Regions from separate parts of the Rattus norvegicus genome. Here region 2 is linked to region 1. A link is a contact called in public Hi-C data. All regions are on one chromosome and are shown on one strand. Each heading gives the region's core, a stretch centred on a gene start, on an enhancer-like site or on the middle of the called end of the contact. The rest is flanking DNA. Distances are from core to core; before and after follow the strand shown. Region 1 overlaps Prkg1 (protein kinase cGMP-dependent 1). Region 2 overlaps Prkg1 (protein kinase cGMP-dependent 1).

The links. A called contact is a pair of places that touch in the nucleus more often than the background predicts.
Region 2: a Hi-C map of the A7r5 cell line shows a contact between it and region 1, with 2.1 times the contacts expected there. The contact joins two enhancer-like sites. A contact is called at or near these places in 2 of 12 Hi-C or Micro-C datasets (the A7r5 cell line and the Rat2 cell line).

Annotation. Positions count from the first base shown.
Region 1 is chr1:238,180,597-238,186,025 of GRCr8, forward strand. All of the region lies in intron 4 of Prkg1 (protein kinase cGMP-dependent 1), which reads right to left. Among named protein-coding and RNA genes, the nearest start is that of Cstf2t, 180 kb to the right of the region's middle. Within about 2 kb of position 2,390, at least 8 of the 93 cell types and tissues checked have an H3K27ac peak or open chromatin away from gene starts, as enhancers often do. A contact at or near this core is called in the A7r5 cell line, where this site is marked.
Region 2 is chr1:238,828,066-238,833,731 of GRCr8, forward strand. The region is part of intron 2 of Prkg1 (protein kinase cGMP-dependent 1); the gene reads right to left. Among named protein-coding and RNA genes, the nearest start is that of Prkg1, 220 kb to the right of the region's middle. Within about 2 kb of position 4,061, at least 5 of the 93 cell types and tissues checked have an H3K27ac peak or open chromatin away from gene starts, as enhancers often do. A contact at or near this core is called in the A7r5 cell line, where this site is marked.

The DNA.
Region 1 (5,429 bases), core at 1,140-3,639:
ACACACACACACACACACCACAACACATACATACATTCATAAAAACAGAGAGACATACAAAAATAACTGTGTCTGGCAGACTTCCAAGCATTTCCCCCTAGTCCTCTGGTAGGAAGGAATTTTCCAGAAAATACATTCATCCTAAGTTAATGTGATATCAGAAAAACTCAGGTTAATATCAAAGCTCTGATTAAGAGATGGAAAGAAAAATCTCCAAATACCACTTGCTATTAATAGCATTCTGACTGACCTCGTCTTCTACAGGACTTGCACAATCCCAACCTTTAAGATGTTCATGAGGGGCAGCTGACTTGAGAGAACATGGAGAGCGAGTCATAGAGCGCACATACAGAAACAGTCAGGTACTGACTCTTTATTTCATTCACCCAGAAGAGTTCACAGACCCTACTTGAGTCTAGAGTTGAATGCAACCAAGTTGTGCAGTTTTTGTCAAGATTATCTTCGTGGCAATAAAAAATAAGTAACACACTAGTAAGTTATCTATTTGCATATGTGTTTGGATGTATGAGATTTTGTGTAACATGTATGTGCATGCAGGAGCTCATAAAGGTCAGAAGAAAAAAATCAAGTCCCCTGAAACTGGAGTCACAAGTAGTTGTAAGCTGCTCTGTGGGTGCTAGGAATTGAACCTGGATCCTTAACGAGAGCAGTGACCATACTTGGCCACTGAGCCCTTTGGTAGTGCAGTGTTCCAGTAGTTCATGTGCATGCACAGGTTCCTGTGCCTATGCATGCATATGTGTGCAGGTGCACATGGAGGCCAGGGGTCAATGCTGGGTGTATCCTTTGATCACTCTCCGCCTTATTTCTCCCTGACTCTGAAGCTCCCCGACTGGCTGGACCTGCTTGTCATGAGGTGCAGGAAGCTTCTTGCTTCAGCCCCAGCCGTGTGGGGTTGCAGCCACATGACCAACCTTTAGTTTGAGTGCAGGAGACCTGAGCTCAGGTGCTCACGCGTATGTCCTGAGCACTCTCTGGGTTGAGCCATCTCCCCAGGTACATCATACGGAGTTTTAAACTCAGCTTATGGGTGACATCATTTTCAGAGGGGGCCACTTTACTCTTCAAAAGTGATGCAAACTCCGGAGCATGGTAGTTCAAGTCGATGATCTTGGCACATGGAAGGCTGACATGAGGTGCCATGAGATGCCATGAGATTGAGGGCAGCCTGAGCTACATTGTGAGTTCAAGCCTAGACTACAGAGGGAGACTCTGAATCAAACAACAAAAATTATGGAGAAATTTCACACTATTCATCAGCTTCTCTTCCTCTATTATCCCATAATTGCTGTTTCAGATGCCTAATTCTCTACTAGAAACGAAGAAGTCCGTGGGTAGAAATATAGCCTTGTCCATTTCAATATAAGAGACTGTTATTGAAAGGAGGGTTCTCACAAGGTAAATACCAGGCAATTCCAGTAGCCCTGGTGCCACTCACAAAGGCTTATAGCTTCTAGATTGGCCTCGCTGGCAAAATGCCATCAAGTTTAGCGAAAACTAAGCTTTAGCTTAGTTATTTAATATAAAGTTAATTAAGTCATATTACTGAATCTTTCTGCAGCTCAGTTCACATGTGGACAGTAGCTTAATAAAACTCCACACCATAGGAGGACTAGAAGGTCTTTGTAACATGTAACTGCCATTTAAATGCATAGCATTACACAAAATCTGTTTTACAAATTCAAATCTAATAAATACTGTGGCAGTTGTTATATAAAAGAGCTGTCTCCTTATGGTGGGAAAGATAAAGGCTGGGGAAATTCTTACAGGAGAAAAATGCCTTAAAAGTGTCCTATTGCAAGAATGTCAATTATTGTGTTTCGTGTAAAGGATGTTCACTGATGCTGTAGAGGTCGTAACCTGGAATTACTGAGGTAGTGACTATAATTCCTTTGCCGTGGTGCCTCTGTATGGGGTTCAAGCAGCATATACTTGGAATACCTCTCACAGAGTGATCTAAACTAAATTTCAGAGCCCCACATGTAGCAAACAGCTCTACTGCTACCCTGAAGGTACATCAGTTGCTTCCAGAGACTTTCTGGTAAGCCAACATGAGATGTAAGCTCTATGGTACTGCATAAGCCCAATAATCCGATTTTACACGCATGAACTTTGTTTCCTACTGAGGGGAGTGCATTTATAGCCACGGACATGTAACTCCAATAGCTCAGTGTCTTTGCTCACAGTAAGAAAGTTGTAGATTCTAGAAACTTGTATGGAGTCAGAGAAAGTGACTCATAAGAGTTTCCGTGTCTGTAGACAATTCCCCTCTTTTGGCCTCCGGCTGTCACAGCACTTTATGTTTTGCTTAAGACTTCTCAGACTTAGACATGAATCACACTTGGGTATGTTTGTTTTCCATTAGATAAAGATACTTGAGGCTACCAACTTTTCTCACTCATTCCAGGGTGACTCAAACGGGACTCTTTTGAGTCAGCCCCCAACTCGCCCCTTTCCGTTCTCAATTACACATTCAATACAATCATAAAACTAGCTGAATAAAAGAGTAAGGTATGTGAGCATTCAATTTTGGTTGTGTTCAAAAATCCCAGGCAAAGGTGACTAATGCCCAGGCTAATTTTATATTTAGGTTAAAATATGATGTTTTCATTCTATCCCCACCTTCTTCTGTGTAAAAGTCAACTGGGGCATTGAGCTGGTGTCAAGCATCAGCTATCAACTTGACACAGCCTACAGTCTTCTGAGGAGAAGGCTCGATTGAGATGTTGCCAAGATCATAACATCTTGATTCATGATTGACATGAGATTGCCGAGCCAACTGTGGGTGGCACAATACCTAGGCAGGTGGTCATGGGCTTTATAGGGAAGATAATTGGGAGAGCCAATAAATATCATTCCTCCATCAGAGAGGATGGGCTGTTACCCAGAACTATAAGATGATGTCTTAATTGGGCTTATTAGTGCTAGTATGAAACACCATGGGCAAAAGCAAGTTGGAAAAGCAAGGGTTTGCTGGGCTTACACTTCTATATCACTGTTCATCATTAAAGGAAGTTAAGACAGGAACTTGAACAGGATGGGAACCTGGAGGCAGGAGCTGATGCAGTGGCCATGGCCATGGAGGGGTGCTGCTTACTAATTTCTTCCTCATGGCTTACTCAGCCTACTTTCTGACAGGGCCCAGGGCCACCAGCCCGCCCACAATGGGCTGATCCCTCGCACATTAATAACTAATTAAAAAACCGCCCTGCCCCACAGGCTTGCCCCCAGACTTCTTATGGAAGCCTTCTCTCCACTGAGGTTCCTTCCTCTCTGATGACTCTAACTTGTGACAAGCTAACATAAAACTAGCCAGGACAGATGAAATGGACCCTTTCTTTCTTCTCCAAGTATTTTTTTTTGGTCAGAAAATATTCTCAGAGCAACAGAAAAGGAAACTGGAACACACAAAAATAACCAAAAGTGCATATCCTGGGCTCACTGAAGAGATACAAATAGGTCAGTAATGCTACATAGAGAAGCTGGATAGCCTGCCTGCAGGGGGCTATTTCTTAAATAAGGAACTGAGTGGGCTAGAGAGCAGCTTGCTGTCAGAGTGCTTGCTGGGCATGTGCTAGGCCCTGGGCTTCATACTAAGTGCCAAGAATCCAAAGAAGGAAAGAAAGAAAGAAGTGAGACAGGGGGACAGATGGATGGACAGACAGACAGACAGATGCTTTCCATCCACAAATAAGCAAGAAAAGTACTTCATTTGTCATTAAATTGAAATTGGAATATGTCTGCTTTCACTACAGGGGTCTTCCTCCTAGACAAACATCTCATTGTGGGAGATGGCCTCTTGGCTTATCTCACCAAATAGGCAGCACTAATCAGTTACCCCGAGGAAAAGTGAAAATGACTGTGAGAAAATGACTGTGACCCTTCATTAGAAACTGAACATTCCAGGAAGTAACACAATGAGGTGGTTGGAAGCACTAAAAGAGAAGGAGCCTTGAGGAACTCCATCTCTTATCCAAAACAAAAATAGATGAGCACACACCCTACGGGCGTAAGAGCCTCATCTGTTATTTATCACCAAGGAAACCGGTTCAGAGTTTCCTTGTTCAGAGAGACAAGTCAGACACAACTAATTTGCTCGCACTGTCTTCGTCCGCAGACCTTCTAAACCAATGAGCGCCATTTGCTAGAGATAAATCGCCTACATTTTAGAAGATCATTTCTCATTTTCGTTTGTTTATTTGTGCCTTGTTTTCTCTGAGACAAGGCCTTCTGTTGCTCAAGGTGGGACTCCAACTCCTCAACTCACAACGTAATAAAAGCTGGCTCCCAATTCTTTATCTCCTTACCTCTACCTCCCAAGAGCTGGAATTACAGGCACATGGTACTCTATCAGACTTGAGAGTTTCTTGTTGATGCATTGAAACAAACACCCTCTTGCTTATCATAACATATAAAGTCAATTAAGACAGTTACAGAATATAAATTCTTTGTCCACACCTTAGTAAGCAGTCCTAGATGTGTAAATGTATATGATTATTTACATTAATGCACACAATATATTTAAATATACTTAGGAGATATATACATACTCTGCCCTGTAGTATCATCTCCCACCACATCTCCTTGTCTGGAGATGACAGTTCCTTGAAACCACAATAAAATATTAAAGAACTGAATGATGTCAACATATTTAGACACCTTATTGAGAAGAAAAATGACTTGGTTTGTAAGGTAGTTTACCTTCACACATAGGAGTTTATTTCCAAGTGTTAAATGCTCTCTCTCTTATATCTTCAGTTAGTGTGCTAAATTTGCCTCATGGGACAAATGCTCATTTAACGATGTAATATAATCTACATGCTGACACCATGGGCTGGAATCTTACTCAGAAGGAGTTATGTGTTTGTTTAAAATACGTCTCTTTGTATTGCCAAGGTTATCCTTAAACTTATGTAACCCAGGCTAGCCTCAAACTCACAGTCTTCTAGCCTGAGCCTCCTAAATGGTACTGCCACCATGCCCAGAGAAAAATAATATATTTTAGGGAAACATAGCTTTAGTTTTTTGATGTTTACAAGTGGGAAGTTTTGTTGGTTTGTTTGAAACAGGGCTTCCTGTAATGCATGTTAGCCTCAGCAACACTGCAGAACCAAGTGTGACCTTGAACTCTTGAGTACCTAGACTTTACCTCCCAAGTGCTAGGATTGCAGGCATGTGCCACCATGCCCAGCAGGAAGCAGTATTTCTCGATGAGCACAGAAAAACAAAACAAACAAACAAACACGCCAGGAAGTAAATCTTCTGAGCCATTTTCTTGCAATTGGCATGATCTTTCTGACATTTTCCTTGCAAACACTATAATGTTTAATGGTCACAGGCGAGTGACTACAGCAACTGAGTCCTGGGGTGTCATATTAAAGTGAGTATTACAGTTTTTAAAAATCCAT
Region 2 (5,666 bases), core at 2,811-5,310, 650 kb after region 1:
GCACACACACAGAGACATATACACACAATACACTCACAAACACACACATGCACACTCACACACACATGCCATAAACCCCATCTCCAATACCACTACAGGCTCATTTTAAGTCCTTATAAAACAAGGGTTTGTTATCTTTACACTATAGAGAAATATTATTTTTTCAAAAGTCCTAAATGAGTTTCAAGTACTTACAACACTGAATCATTGAGAATACACTGCAAATTCCTCTAATGTCTGCCTGTGCCGTGATTGATTCCAAGTGAATATTTACTCCATAGGATACAACCTGATCAACTTCTGAAAAAGTCACCCTCCTAGAAAGACACGTGTGCATGCCCATTCTTTATTGAGATAAAATCGCTGTGTGCTGCAGTGCAAGGGCTAAGGAAGAGTTTTTTTCAAAACCCCCAATGAAAAATGCATAATTTTTCAAAGTAAGGGCTCACTGTTGACTATTCTCAGGCAATTAAATCCAGGAAAAAGTCGTCACTCCAACTACTTCAAGTTTGTGGGAAATTGCCTGTCCAGAGAAAATCTGAGGGCAACAGGATTGTTCTTAAGAAACCCTCCAGCCCTTCCAGAAACAGAAAAGGAAAGACATAGAACAAGTCAACAATTCTATATACTAATTGGGTTTTGCTTCTGTGTCTCATTTATGACAATCCTCTTTCTGTGATAATTATCTGTTCTCGGGAAAATGGCGGAAGTATAGCAAGAATAATATTCTAGGAAAGTAATACATGAGTAGAAAATTAAACTCTACTACTAGGAATAGATCTACTTCACTATCTATCGTCATTATAACCACCGCAACAGAACAGTAAGTTGGGCAATGGATGCGGGCTTCGGTGAGAATGTCAAATTTGTGTTCATACATATACTGCTGACTCTCACCAGGTCGAACTACACCCCATTAGCTGGACTCTATTGCCTTATTCTAAACACTCATCTGCTTCCTTGGGACATGGGTTGAAATGAAAGGTAGAGGAGGCTGGCCAATAGACCCTCAGTACAAGCTGGAGCATATTGAACACTCATACCTCAAGAAGACTCCATTTTTGCACACGTTACAGGAGAAAGCATCTCCGACAGACAGTTTCTGTCAGTTCGCCAACACCAGTCAAAACCATATCTTTCTGTTTCTCCCACACAGACACAGAAACCTAAAAGTGAATTTATCCTGGCTAGCTGAAGAAAACCAATTACTTCTCCTATTTCTGGGGAGGTTCTTGAGTGAACTTTTTAAAACCATTTGAAAATGTGTTAGCCTCTGTGTATCCAAACTGAGGGAACCCTGCCGTGGTCCTCAGTCACAAAAAGCTTTCAGGAGAAAAAAGCTAACCCAAGTATATCAGGAAGAATACAGGATTTAACGCCAATTTTTAACATGCCCTCCCCTCTGAATTTTCTACTCCGTCGTCCTGTTCTCTTTGAGGTAGTGAGAAGAATATAAACTCCTAGGAGCGTTCCCGTCATGTGCTGGCAGCTCATGTCAAGTATAGCACTTGGTGGAGCGTGTCCAACCTGAAAGAAAAATTCCCATTGCCTCAGTTCTGGGCCTGCCCAGCCAAACTTGACTTGTCTCCCCTGGTGTGTTCTCCAACCACCCTCAGTCCCTTGTCTGTCTGTGTGCTGGTGAAACTCCACCAAGCCCTATGTATTCTGAACTCCCCTTCCTGTTAAGAAAACAAATGGTTTCTCATTTTTTTCATTCCTCAAACCTTTTCACATCTTCAATGTGGCAAAAGGAAGTAACTACTGATTGGTGTTTCTAACATCCTTTCCTATGTGCCAAGGGTGAGAGTGGGTCTGTGCTAGACCTTGGCACCTGAGACTCCTTTAATGGAGCCACAGCAGTTCCCTCCTCAGAGCCACAACAATTTAGCATCTCTGATTACTGTATTTTTCTTTTTACCTTTTATTGATTCTTTGTGAATTTCATATCATAAACCCTAATCCCACTTATCTCCCCATCCCTTACTAATCAGCCTCTGCCCTTGCACACCCCCCAACAAAACCAAAACAACAACAAACCCATCTCATTGTGAAAGTTGCTATGTGTCCATGTTTCGCACAGTATACACTTTATCCACACATCTTTAATTGCAAATACTCACTGCAATGAGTCATTGATCTGTTTCAAGGCCTCTGGCTTTTGCTACACATATCAATACTAGATCCTCACGGATTTCTCTCAGATCTCACTTTGATCCTGTTGTTGTTCTAGGTCATGGACATCCTGGAGCTTTGGATCTGCAGGACTGGCCCCTACACATACTCCAGCAATTCATAGAGAGGGTAGATGTTGGGGTGGGTCAGTCTAAAGCCCTGGATCCAGGCCTGGATTGTAGCCAAGTTGTTCAGCTTCCCCACTCTCCTACACCCTTACCGTCAGGGCGAGCTCTCCCACACTGCCCTGGCTAGCATATCCAATGCCTCTCCTGCTCTCATGCCCTCAGGGCTGGCTCACCAGTTGCCATCTCTACTATGGTGAGGTAAACCAGTATCCTCAGTTTCGTACTAGTTAAAAACAGTACCCCACGTTCATCATTCTTCATCTGTATACGTGCAATCCCACACAGAGAGAGACATCCCATAATTATTTTCCCCACCAATGGAAGTCTCAACGATCAGATATTATTTCAACTTTGAGTGGCAAATAAACAATAATTTACATTTAAATTCTTATTCACATAGGTAATTGAATCTTAGAGAAGTGGGAGAAACAAGTTCTAGTTTAATAAAACTTGAAATTTTTTCAACCACTACTGAGCCCCTACTGGATGCAAGGCATTGGGGTCACTGGTACCACCATGAATATGAAGCTGACATTTGAAAATTCACATTTGGGAGCAGGGTTGTATAGGATGTCCACATTGTAATGAGCACATGGAGCTGGGACAGGATAGAAGTCAAACATGACTTCTCACTAGGGTCTGTGTAAGTGGGAATACAGAGCAAAACTGAAAAAACAAACAAACGAATGAACAAAAACAAAAAACAAAAAGCCCCAAAACAAACAAGAAATAGAAATGAGGGGATACCCTGCAAGTTCTGAGGGTTTCGGAAAGAGAAAAACACTAAGCTGCCTTTGACTGTAACTCATCTGCCTGCAAAGTGAGTCTTGAGAACGTAGGGCATCGGTTGGTTGTAGGAGAACAGTTCCCGGTGGAAGTAGGTGTTAGAGCAGATCTCTAGGATGGCTGAGAAAAATCTATAGGCCGAAGGGACAACAGGAGGCAGGCTTGGGTCAGGCAACTGTAAACATGGTTGGCTGAAATGCCTTGAAGGACATTCATCCAACACAGAGGCAGGGGGCTGGAGGGAAGACTTGGACAGTTTTCAGTTTTGTTTCATTCAGCTTGGTGTATAATTACAGTATGAATGCCTAAGGGCTGCCTCGGGCACCTTTATATGCACTAATACAAGAAAGCAGGCAAGAGTTGGGAGTTAATCAGGTTAATTATTTTCCTTTGTAGAAAACTGGCAGCCTAGAGAATAGTATAAAGACCAGAAATGGATATTACCAATGTTGGATTTAATCCCTTCTCCCTAATCACTGCACCCTGGCCAGTTCCCACACTCCAACTTTCAAACTCTAGTTCTCTAGCAACTAGAATTAGACATGGTTTACTTACCAAACTGAGACACTGTAACAGGAGATCTTTGTAAGATGTTTCTTCAGTAAGCTGCTTTCAATTTAAGTTACGATTTTCTGAATTGAAACTGTGACACACACCTGATCTAGTAAAGATCAGTTGATCTTTCTGATTATTTTCCAACAAGAACTGTACCTAAACCCTAGCTCTGTACTGGTTCCCAGTTTCCACAGGAAGATGGCAGCAATGTGGTGTAGTTCACAGAGCTTTGAGTCCATTCTGTGCCTTGGAGTGTGTTCTATGCCTTAAAATATGTTCTATGCCTTAGTGTGTGTTTTATTTCTGGGATTCTGTTCTATGTCTTGGAGTATATTCTACGTCTGGGAGTGTGTTCTGTTTTAGAGTGTGTTCTATGTCTTGGAGTCTCTTTGGTTCTAAGACCTTTGGTTTCAATCCTGACATGAACAAACTGAAAAATATTTCTTGGCTCTGTCACTGGTAGTGGGTACATTCCTAACAGAGTAGCAACAGCTTAGAAGTTATAGTATGTCTTAAAACAGAATTGAAAAGTATGCATGTAAAAGTCTTTCGCTGGGAAAAATACAATAAAAGTCAGAAGATTAAACTGTAACGAAATAAATGAAGACATTTCTTGCTTCTTGTCTAAGTTTCAAATATATCCCAATATAAACTATCACTGGACTTTTGTTGCAGGCAAATGATTTACCCTCTCATCGGTGCATTTACTACCCACGCTTGGTGGTTACACACACCAGCAAATATGAATACAGAAATGCTCTGAACTCATAGTCTATTGAAAGACATGCAGAAAATGGGCAATCTTACAATGCAGCCTATGAGAAGTCACGAGACATGAGAGGGGCTCATCTGGGCACATAGAGGAGAATTAGGAAAGATTTACCACAGGAAGGTTGACTAGAGACAAAAGTCAAACCTAAGCTATACTTTCAAGATATATATATATATATATATATATATATATATATATATATATATATATGTGTGTGTGTGTGTGTGTGTGTGTGTGTGTGTGTGTGTGTGTGTGTGTGTTGTAGGAAGGGCCATTGTATAAGCAAATCCATCCATAGAGAAAAGTGTGACCACATTCAGGAATGGCTTCTGACCTGTTCTCTTTTGTTTAACTCGCTGAGTCAGATGGTACATTTGCTAGTAATTTGAGCTGTCAGTAACAGAAATTCAGGTATCATCCCATCAGCCCGCTCTATTCCATGGATACATAAAGTCATAAAATCACCATAGGAGAGCCAAGCACATTCCCCATCTCAGTGTGGCTCATGGCAATGGTCTTCTTCATAGGGACCTTGACACATACATATGTAAAAGCCATCTATGTCTCTGAAAAAGGAAAGAAACCAAAAGAAAGCCCAGTTACAGCTGCATTTCCAGGCTGGATTCACTAGGACCTTGCTCTGTCCTCACCTGTTTCTCGTTTGTAGATTGTGACTAAGGACAATACATGTCTTTTCTATCAGCAGCAAGGCAGCCATGTGGTGAGGGATAGAGAGATATTCTCCCTATAAACATTGTTCTGTTGAATATGATTTTACCAAAGGAATAAGGCAAATGTACACTAGAAAGCAGGGGGCAGAAAGGTTACAGAGCACTGGAATTCTTTTCCAGGAGATGTAGAGGAAGGTGAGGGGACACAAGAATAATGTACACACAGAAGCAAGAGGAGGAAGCCGCTCAAATACTCAGGAGGAGAAACTGTAGCAGGGAGTCACGGGAGGACCAAACAGCAGGTCACTTTTTATCTTCCTGTCACTTTCAGGAAATGCCAAAAAGTAAAAATAAAAGATGCAACAACAGTTTTTTTCCGTGCACTAAGCCAGAGCAGCTATACAACAGGAAACTCTTCTTAATGCTTACAGAGTCCAATGGCTCATTAGAAATAATACAACTGTGTAAGAAAGCAGAGGTGGGATGAATTTCACCCATCCTAAGGGAAGTACGTCACCAAGAATTTCCAAAGCAAGAGAGAGAGAGAGAGAGAGAGAGAGAGAGAGAGAGAGAGAGAGAGAG